Linked DNA regions of Mus musculus: regions 1 and 2 are each linked to region 3. A link is a contact called in public promoter capture Hi-C data. All regions are on one chromosome and are shown on one strand. Each heading gives the region's core, a stretch centred on a gene start, on an enhancer-like site or on the middle of the called end of the contact. The rest is flanking DNA. Distances are from core to core; before and after follow the strand shown.

Region 1 (3,281 bases), core at 115-2,614, 75 kb after region 3:
CTTTTAATCAACACCTCTTACGTTGCATTATCTTTGGAAAAGGTCTTTTAAATTAATCCCAAACTTAATTTGATTTCTACACAAAATTTATTCAGGCAAATGTTCCCTGGCTCAGCACTTGGTGAATGAGGGGAGAGGGAGGAGGTAAGGCAAGAGGATGAGAGATGGGGACTAATCAGAGAATACAAAATCATTTTCTTAAATGTGAGTGGTATTTTAAGACAGTGTGGGTGCCCACAGAGCTCCCACAGAGGCCGGATTGGGCATCAGATCCACAGGAACTGGAGTTACCGGTGATTACTAGCCTCCGTGTAAGTGCGGGAATGGAGCTTGGATCTTTTAGAAGAGCAGCCAGTGATCCTGAGTCATCTCTCCAGGTTCATGGGAAGTATCTTGAAGGTCATTTGGGTACAGGAAATTGGGTTACCTTCAGTTACATTAAATGTAACCTGTCGTACATATCTGCTTGAGAAGGGTCTTAGGACCCTAGAGAGAAAAGACTACAGACAGAAACAAGAGAAGAAGGTAGGAAAAAAGAAGGGAAGAGGGAGAAAAGGGAGAGAGAAGAAGGGTTGAAAATGGAATCACAGGCAATAAGATCCATTGAGAAAGGTCTGGGAGTGGCCAAGGCTGTTAAGAATGGTGTAGAAGGTCAACTGCTTCCTGTTTTCTGTCAGACTAGAAGCCTGTCTTTGTGATCTCTCTGCCAGCACAACAATGCTCTGTTGGTTGAGTGAATAAGTTACAGAAGGGTCTACTGGCCATGTGGGATGATGCAGAGAGGACAAAAGAGCAGCCACAGAACGGCCTTTGTGTTAGTGTGGACCATATTGCTGGTGTGAACAGGGAAGGAAGCCAAAGGCAGGGCAGATTGCTCAAGATGTGGGATGCTGAACAGAGAAATCAGAGAGAGAGATAGAGAGAGAGAGAGAGAGAGAGAGAGAGAGAGAGAGAGAGAGAGAGAGAGAGAGAGAGAGTGCACATGCTCGCACATACATGTGTTTATATTTGTCTGTGTGCTGTCTTAAATACCTTGGCTCCTTGCCTGGCCTTCCCTACAGAACACCTGCTTCCTCCCCTGGCTGTCTTACTTGGCAATGCTCCTTGCCCGACATGTGGCCCCACCCAATCAGGAAGCCAAAGAGATTCATCAAGGCACCTGTTCTCCTTTCCTGGGTCTGCAGGAGGAAAGCAAAATGTCTACCCTTTCAACATTTCCTTCTGGTTTGCCTTCTAGATTCTGCCTCAGATCCAAATGAAGTGTTTGCTGAAGGGGGAGTCAGGGAAACACATTCACAGGATACCCCGCCCTCTCTGGTTGCTAGTCAGCCCGGCACGTTCAGCTGCCTGAAAGTCTGTACTTCCTGTTTGGTAACACAGCTCCTCCTTCACTGTGTCTTCACCAAGGAACTCAAGAATTTCCTTCCCCATCCACCTCACTGAAGCTTGTCAATGGGCAGTTTGACAAATCTCCTGCTTTCTTCTAGGGGATTTCCAGAGGCCTTACTTCACCCCTAGCAGCCTTCACTGCACGCCTCAGCAACACAAACTTAAGTAAGTTCTTCTTCTGTGAAACTGGGAATCTCACCCTCAGACCCGGGGAAGGATGAACTAAAACAACGTGCGTGAACATATCTAGCATAATGCCTATGGTGGTTTGAGTAGGGACAGCCCTCATAGAGTTGTGTGTTTAAGTGCTTGGCCAATAGGCACTGGCACTAGTAGGGAGTGTGGCTTTGTTAGAGTAGTTGTGGCTTTGTTGGAGGAAGTATGTCACTGTGGAGGCGGGCTTTGAGGTCTTATATGCTCAAGCTATGCCCAGTGTGGCAGTCTCCTTCTGCCTGTAGATCAAGATGTAAAACAAAGCCCCTCCAGAACCATGTCTGCCTACCTGATGTCATGTTTTCCACAATGACAGTAATAGATTAAACCTCTGAAATTGTAAGTCCAATTAAACGTCCTTTATAAGAGTTGCCATGGTCTTGGTGGCTCTTCACAGTAATAGAAACCCTAAAACAGTGTCCTTTGTTGAAAGGGCTCAAGTTTCAGCAGCTGCCTTCCTGTCTACCTACCATCCTTTGGGTGTAAAGCTAGAGGAAGAAGCTCCAAGAGAAGTTATGGTGCTGGAGTCTTCAATATACGGAAGGGAAGATCTAAGTCTCACAACAGCCTGTAGAGGGAGCCACTCAAAAAGCCCAAAGTAGCAGCTAAGGACACCTAGACTTAGAGAGGATGGTTTCCGAGTCTCCCCACCTCCAGAAGGCAAAGTTAATTTCTCGCGAACATCTTGTACTCCCACAAGCAATCATTCTCCCTCTGCTTTAGCTATTGGGGTGACTACTTGTGGTTAGCAGAGCATCTCAGATTCCTGGACTCAGCCTCCCCACCACAAAGTAACCCTGCTGCTGATACACCAGCGCGTGAGCCATGTGACCCGCGAGTGTTACTGCCAACAGTTGGCAGGCCCGGAACTTCCGGTTTGGTTCTGCGAAGCTTCATATGTCTCTGCACAGTGAGCTTAAAGAGAGTGCTTCTCTATGCCAGAGTACAGGAAGCCTGCAGACATTTCTAATGCTCAAGGGCAGCAGCTTTGCATGTTGCAGGGGACACACGTCCCACTGAGCACACCCTCCTACCTGGCTGCAGGTGGGCAAGGTGTGCCCAGAAGGGTCTGTGACCTTCTCTTTCTCCTCCAGTTTCTTCTGAGGCTCGCTGTCATTTTTAAAGTATTTTCTGGGTGGAGGCTTGGGTTTGGAGGATGTCGGCTTTCTCACCAAAATCTCAAAAGATTTCTTCAGTCTCAGTGGTGGGTGGCTCTCTCTTTCCAAGCTCTCAGGAAGGGGTGGGCTCTCCTGCTGAGGCCTGGATGGGACCCCTGGGCACGGCTCTTGCTCCTCCCCTGGGGACAGGCTGGGACTGTGTGTGCTGCCTTCCCTCTCAGAAGGCTGTGGCTCCGCACCTGCACTGCAGGGACTTCCCCCTGGTGACCCAGACATGTAGCTGCTGTCACTGCTGGATCGGACCATGATCTTCTGGGCCCTTCGATGTGGGGGCGCTGAGTGCTTCTCACGTTCTTTCTCCAAGGTAGGCCGCCCATGCCAGCTGCTCTCCAGCCTTTTGACACCTGCATGGTAAGCACAAGGAAACATTCAAACTGAGCCTCAAAAGACCAGGTGGACCACAGGCAGCACCCTGTGCATCCAACTGCTCTAGTAGAAGACTCGTAGCCTGGGTAGCCTTGGGTTCAGACTCCGATGAGTTTTCTAACGTTGAGTTAAGAG
Region 2 (3,215 bases), core at 556-3,055, 100 kb after region 3:
AGATCTTGTCTCAAAGAAAATAAAAATTTAGATTAAAAAAAAGGAAAAGAGAGAGTTCAGGCCAGCCTGGCCTATACAGTATGATCCTGTCTCAAAGAGTCAAAACAAACAAAATAGGTTAATTTTTTTTTAAATAAAAGGAACTAAAAGGAAATGGAATAAATTGGTTTAATTTTATTAATATTTTTTCTGTTCTCTAGTCTAAGCTATGTGCCATCAACATACAAACAATATATAAAAATATTAATGAGATATTCATGTTGTATTTTTTTTCTCATACTTAGTCAACCAGGCATGTCCTCTAAAGTTTCTGTGTTCTCCACAGTGAACTGCCATGTGTTCAGGAGTCATATGTGGCCAGTGCCTTGGCAGAGGGGTTCCGGAGGCCCAGGGAGGGACAATGTTTCCCTAGCATCCTTCAGGTTGAGTAAGTGGAGATCCCAACCCTCCATACCAAGGACATAATGATCGGTGGCTCACAGGAAATTCAATATGCATCAAGGTTGGAGATTCCTTCCTGGAGGGGCAAGGACTAGGAAAGACTTGTTTATAAACAAAAGAAAGGAAGTGACTAGTCAGGTAGGGTCAGGATGAGGCTTCCTGAGGACATAAGATGCCTAAAGACCATTGAGAACAGAGGTAGAGGCACAATGGAAAGAGGGAGATTTGGTTCTTGAATGCTCTGAAAGAAGCTAGAAAAAACTTCTCCCTGCCAAGATGGTTGCTTCCAGAAGTCTTTTCGGAAACACTGATCCTCTGTAACTTGTAGGGACCAATTGCTCCCAGATGGGCCAGGAGGGAGAAGCCTGGGGAAGACAGGATGCTTAGCCAGTAGCCTGAGGTCATCTAGTCCGAATCTGCATACGCACTACATTTATGTAAGTGTTGAATAGTAGTGTAGATCCTACACCCATCCTACCCACTGATGGGGCCTGGGCAACTCTCCTCATGATACAGCCAATTATCAGAGGCTTTCAGGAGCCCTGCTCTACTTATTATTAGTGAGCAGACAAAGGCTCAGTGGCTTCATTGCAATAAATAAATCTAGAATATAATCCAGACCTCTGGGTCCTGGGCTTTCCCATGACCACGACCTACACTGAATGAAGGAGAGGAAGAGAAATAAGTACAAATGAATTTGAAATGAGAGACAGCACATTAATGACAGCCATGGGCAAGCCACTGAGCTAGGATCTGCCTCTCCTGACCCAGGCAGCCACTGTGCTTCCAGGTGCTCTGCCCCTTACATGGACTCAGGCCTGTATAAACAGAGGACAGAGCAGGGCACGGTTGATTCTCTAAAGCGTGGTTAAGAAATCCAATGTTCAATATTAATTTAACCGAGAGTTTGATAAATTAATAAGACGATGATAACCCAAGTAGAAAACCAACAAGAGTCACCAAAGTATGTACTAAATAAATGAAGAAATCTTTCCATTTGTCTAAAGAGCTCTGTCTTCCAGCTGTTTTATAAGGCAATGTGCAAGTCATAGCTTGCATAAGAAACCAAAGGCACACTTACACAAACAGCCAGATGTGCTGGGGTCCTGGAGGCCATTACCTGCAGAGGTCTTACGGGCACAGGGAGGAAATTGGGCAGGTATCACTTGTTCTGACTGAGCCACATCTAGGGAAGACAGGCCACTTGGGTGATGGACAGTCAGGGTACCAGGAAAGCAGTACCTACAAGGGTCTGTCCTATAGCCAGTCACCCACTAATGCTCTCAGTAACTGAACTCAGCTGGGAGGTGGGTGGCACTGTCTGAGAGATCAGCTCCCAGGACCCCAGCATGGCTGAGATTATGAACATGTTGCCTGTGCAGTCACCAGGGCCTGCGGCCAGAAGACTCCCAGCTTGGTTTAATGCTGGGCTGTTGCCACTTTGAAATTCTTAATAATTTTGAACAGGGTCTCTTTGTTTCATTTTAGACAGAGCCCCGACAAAGTGTGTAACTGGTCCCAGATGCAAAGCAAAGCAGAGAAGCAGAAACAGGGAAGAGAGAGAAGGCTGTGCGACAAATATTAAAAAATAAAAATAATTCAGTGTGAAGAAGTAGGTGTTCATGTTTGCTGCTGGAGGAGTGTCAGGCTAAAGTGTGGCCACAGTTCTTAAGCTGTATCGACCTACTGTTTAAGCCAAAAGTCAACTCCTAGGTCGTTACATTAACAAGAAACCAAGTCACACAAGCCTCCAAATGGGTCCTAATTCATTTAAGGATGGCTGACAGTGACATAGAATAATGAGGCTCAGAGAGTCAAGAAACCTTCCTAAAGTCACTGAGATAATCACTTCCAAAGAAGCTAGATGCCAGCCCAAGCACACTCGCCCTGGAATCTGCTCTCTTTTGTTTTGCTTTGGAGTTTTGTTTTGTGTTTTTTGCTTTGGTTTTGTTGTTTCTTTGGTTGGTTTGGTTTTTGTTTGTTTTGTTTTGATTTGTTTCTGAGACAGGAACTGCTGTAGCCCAGCCTGGCCTCACATTCCTGAGCATCCTACCTCTACACCCCACATGGTGGGACTCTAGCTATAAACCACACACTTGGCTTTCAACCTATGTGGCTGTCACACAGTGTTCACGGAGAATAATTGCTTCAAGGAATCCCTGCAGATACCAGAATAAGTAGTGCTTTTCCATGTTTTGTATAAACTTACTGCATTATCATCACATAATAGATGCATAGACATGCACTTCTTATGCTGGACTGTTTAGAAGACAGCGAGGAGAAGAATCTACACATTTTCTATACAAATGTAATTTTTTTTCAAGTATTTCCCATTTGCAGATATGGAGGCTAACAGGGTTACCCTTTAGAACCAACATGGGTGCAGATAAAATTTAATGTATCAAGTAAACAATATGAATTATGCTAGTGAGAGACTAATATAGTAATTTATATCTACATATTATATATAATCTCTATATAATATGTAATGCAAATATCTAAGAAGAGAGAGTTGGTTAGTAGATTGTAATGTTCATATAGTTAAATAGTGTGTTTCCACTAAAAGAAAAAATAGTGTTTAGAACAGAATTTCCAGTGACTTGTGCATAGGAGTTTTCTGAAGTCACATGGGAAGAGTATGGAATTAACTGAAAACATTAGCAGAGATCAGTATTAGCATGGCTAGTATTATGTTTCACTGTAGTCTTAATTTCTTCATTCTTCTGATTCTATTTACAGTAATCAAGAGTCCTGAGGTCTTCCAGCCTCAGGCC
Region 3 (3,418 bases), core at 614-3,113:
GTTCACACACAGGACCGTAAGGACCAACTGTCAAGAGCCTCGTCCACATGTCCCTAGCAGAAGTCTGGGGACTTCAAACCATAGAAACCACAAAGAGCACCCTACAAATGACATTATGTGAAATACTTTTATTTAAATTTATTGCACACTTCAAAATAGCCAGAAATTGGGATTTTCTAATGTTCCTAACACAAGGAAATGCTAAATACTTCAGACCACAGGTTTGCTCATTAGTCTAATTTGGCTCTGTTTACACTTTATTGTATATCACCATAATACACAATACCTTTAAATATGTACAATCTTGTGTCAATTAAAAATAATTTAAAGTTAACATTATTTTAAAATTCATTTTCTCAATAGCCACAGTAACATATTAAAACAAATGTAAGGAGAGAATTAAGAGTTCTCTTTTGCCTCTCACCAGTTTTTACTTGTGGCCAATAGAAGGAGTTATTGCTATAATAAATTAAAAGAAAAATAAATGAAAAATAAATGAACAAATGAATGAGACCCTCTCCCATTCCCACACTTTGTGGTTGTCTGTGCCTTCCTTCTGCTCTGTTGTCTGGGGCACTGCCCTGACCTCTGCTCATGTAGAGTTCTTAATGTGGGCAAGACAGAGTGTTCAGCAGAGCTGAGCCATGCTTTCTAGCACTGCATTAGCCTGCTCAGCTACACACAAGTGTGTTAACTCCCTGCAAGCAGCCAGGGCTCTGGGTGTTCACTAGCAAACAGGTTTGTAATTCCCAAGTGCACCAAAGGCCTTGGCCGGGGATAAGATGTTTGGCTAAAAAGCCAGTGTACAGCTAACAAAGGAAACATGCAGGCGATAAGGGAATGGGCCCCATTTGGCCTTTGTATGGGCAAGATGCCACATTTTCTAAAGCTATACATTTTTTGACCTCCAACATACATGGATTTCCAGAGTCTTGTTTTCTAAGCATTTCTGAGAGAGAGAGAGAGAGAGAGAGAGAGAGAGAGAGAGAGAGAGAGAGAGAGAGAGAGAGAGAGAGAGAGAAACGAGAACCATGTATAGAGGATAGAAGAGGTTCCCTGGAGCTTGAGTTAGAGGTGGTTAGTGGGCTGAACTTAGGTCCTCTGCAAGAGTAGCAAATTCTTTTAATTTATGGGACATTTCTCCAGCCCTGAGATGAAAATAAAATAATATGAAATAAATAAAAATCTTAATTTTTCTCAAACTCAGCTTTATGGGTCATTATGCATACTGATATGTCCATACTTAATACATGTAAGACTAGAACTAAAGTAATCCCGTTTTTTGTTACTAGAACATGGAAGTCTTGAAGGTTGAAACATCATTATTTCTAGAGTTTACTGGTTTCTAAGCATTTGTTAGGTAGCAGGTAGGTAGGTAGCAGGGAAAACATGGGTGGTACTGAGACAACTGTGGCAACATGTAAATGGTTAATGCTTGAAAGTAGCCAGAGGTTCATGGTACTGTGATGTCAACATTTCTGTAAGCTTGACATCTTTCAAAGTACAAAATCAAAAAGATGTAGAGGGAGAAAAGAATAGAGTGCTATTGTCTGTGCCTGGATAGGCAGTGCACTTGCTGTCTCTAAGTCTCTTCTGGAGAGACCCACCACACCCTGCCTCCTATGCTCCTAAAGTGTTTAGCAACTGCCAGCTGTAGTCAGATGTAGAGGAGTTTGCAAGTCTTTGAGCCCTGTCTGGGCACAAGAGATTACTGATGGACTTTAGGAAGAACCAAGACAGCCCTAGGCTACTGGGCCACGCCTCCAACTGTCCCGATCTTAGCCAATCAATGTGAACACACCCACCTCACTGTTACATATGTATGACCCTGGCTGCCCTCCTGGTTTTTCTGCCCTGAGCACCAGATGCAGGCAGACATTTGCTCCTGTTTCTGAAGGAGGAGAGCAGGTCAACTCTGCAGGCCTCTTTCAGACAGCTCATTTGGAACAGAACCCTGCCTGCAAAATCAAGGCTTTCCAATTCCCTGGCTATCCCTAGGGACCATTGGCTACAGACCAGGCCTCATGAAAACCTCAAAGGCATCCCAGCGCTACAGAAGCATTCGGAGAAACGCCAGCCAGTGTTATCTCTACCAGGACTCCCTGCTTCTTGGGTGAGTGCCTTGCTGGGTTCTCCAGTGCAGAAACTTACTTCTCTGGGGTCATGAGGAACTGGGGTGGCGACCACAGCAATGCTCAGAGAGGAAGACAGTTGCAAGCTCCCAGCTCCAAAGCCTGTATCCTGCACTTATTTTGTTGCCTGCCAATTCCACACATGGGCTTCATCTGCTTCTCCCTGCTTCCTCAATTGCTAGCGTCGGAAGAGAGCAGACAAGCCATCTGCTGCCTCTGATAAATCAGGTGTCTGCTGGAAAACGCTTCTGAGCACGGGGATGTGGGCGGGGATGAGAACTGAACGTCTTAGGTGTGTTTCGGGAAGATTTTCTGTTAAATACTGAAACCTCCTCTAACTCTAGAGAAATTTTCCTTTGAGGAAATAAAAGACTTCCTGATCAAAATGAGAGGAAATGTGTTCTTTTGCAAAAGCCATAGGTTACTCATCTCCTTAAAAAAATATTGAGTTACATATTTAGAATTACTATGGAAGAAAGTCCCTGTTAAATGTTGAAAAATTGTTCTACACAGTAGCTATGCCCTAAGGAGTTTGCCCAATGCAGTCATTTAACGCATTTTGTTGTTGTTGTTGTTGTTGTTGTTGTTTGTAAAAACCACTGCCTGCCTCACCTCTTATCTTGTGTTTAAAATGAACACAACAGAGAGGCATCTCCAGGCAACACAGGCCACATGTTTGTTTCTTTTACCTTTAGAGTGGGAGAAAGAGGAATTGTGTCTCCAAGCTTTGCTCCTCACCTCAGTGAGCCTATAGATGACATTGTGTCCCTTCTCAAAACTACTGTTCCTCAAAAATGGAATCAAATGTGGGAATTCCTCTTCTCCTCTCTCCTTTGCTGTCGTTTGCCATGAGAACTTATTCCTTTTCACTGACCACTGAAGTAATAGAATCTACAAATGAGTTTCTAAGGACTGCTGACATTACCAAATTCTGTCAGTCTATGGACACAAACACACACACACACACACACACACACTACAGATGACCCTGGGACAGTGAGATGCAGAAGTTACACAAGAAAGATGCCCTTTGCTGAAAGCAATTCTGTAATCAGATTTCCTCCATGATTCCCCTTTTCCACCCAGTAACTCCGATGACAGCTTTAATGCTGATGAAACGGGAGACAGCAGTGATCCGGAACAAATCTTCCAGAATATACAGTTTCAGAAAGATCTCATGGCAAATATCCGCTGCAGACCCTGGACCATGGGGCAGAAACTGCGGGCACTGAGGTAAGGAAGGGCCTACACAGCATTCACTAATAAGAGTTTTGATTCAAGAACTG

Evidence for each region. Promoter capture Hi-C pulls out the DNA fragments that hold promoters and counts their contacts.
Region 1: a promoter capture Hi-C map of liver shows a contact between it and region 3. The contact joins the enhancer-like site here to the promoter of Tmc3 in region 3. A contact is called at or near these places in 9 of 39 promoter capture datasets (the 3T3-L1 cell line, 3T3-L1-derived adipocytes, the C10 cell line and 5 more), 1 of 15 datasets of contacts at CTCF or cohesin (the NIH/3T3 cell line), 52 of 484 Hi-C or Micro-C datasets (3T3-L1-derived adipocytes, the AML12 cell line, B cells and 37 more), 6 of 115 datasets of contacts at active chromatin or transcription factors (CD8 T cells, acute myeloid leukemia, bone marrow-derived dendritic cells and 3 more) and 5 of 9 other capture datasets (adipose tissue, bone marrow-derived macrophages, liver and 2 more).
Region 2: a promoter capture Hi-C map of hippocampal neurons shows a contact between it and region 3, with 2.1 times the contacts expected there. The contact joins the enhancer-like site here to the promoter of Tmc3 in region 3. A contact is called at or near these places in 6 of 39 promoter capture datasets (frontonasal cranial neural crest, hippocampal neurons, liver and 3 more), 1 of 15 datasets of contacts at CTCF or cohesin (the NIH/3T3 cell line), 36 of 484 Hi-C or Micro-C datasets (the AML12 cell line, B cells, the BV-2 cell line and 27 more), 6 of 115 datasets of contacts at active chromatin or transcription factors (acute myeloid leukemia, bone marrow-derived dendritic cells, double positive thymocytes and 3 more) and 4 of 9 other capture datasets (adipose tissue, liver, macrophages and 1 more).

What each region holds. Positions count from the first base shown.
Region 1 is chr7:83,658,162-83,661,442 of GRCm38.p6, forward strand. It overlaps Il16 (interleukin 16), which reads right to left. Exons shown (of 19, transcript NM_001360087.1): 12 at 2,637-3,124. Among named protein-coding and RNA genes, the nearest start is that of Stard5, 28 kb to the left of the region's middle. Within about 2 kb of position 1,365, at least 149 of the 459 cell types and tissues checked have an H3K27ac peak or open chromatin away from gene starts, as enhancers often do. A contact at or near this core is called in B cells, the BV-2 cell line, CD4 single positive thymocytes and 17 more, where this site is marked.
Region 2 is chr7:83,684,071-83,687,285 of GRCm38.p6, forward strand. The region is part of intron 3 of Il16 (interleukin 16); the gene reads right to left. Among named protein-coding and RNA genes, the nearest start is that of Il16, 47 kb to the right of the region's middle. Within about 2 kb of position 1,806, at least 16 of the 459 cell types and tissues checked have an H3K27ac peak or open chromatin away from gene starts, as enhancers often do.
Region 3 is chr7:83,583,068-83,586,485 of GRCm38.p6, forward strand. Tmc3 (transmembrane channel-like gene family 3) reads left to right here and starts at 1,864. Exons shown (of 23, transcript NM_177695.4): 1 at 1,864-2,113; 2 at 3,219-3,365. The coding sequence starts at 2,025.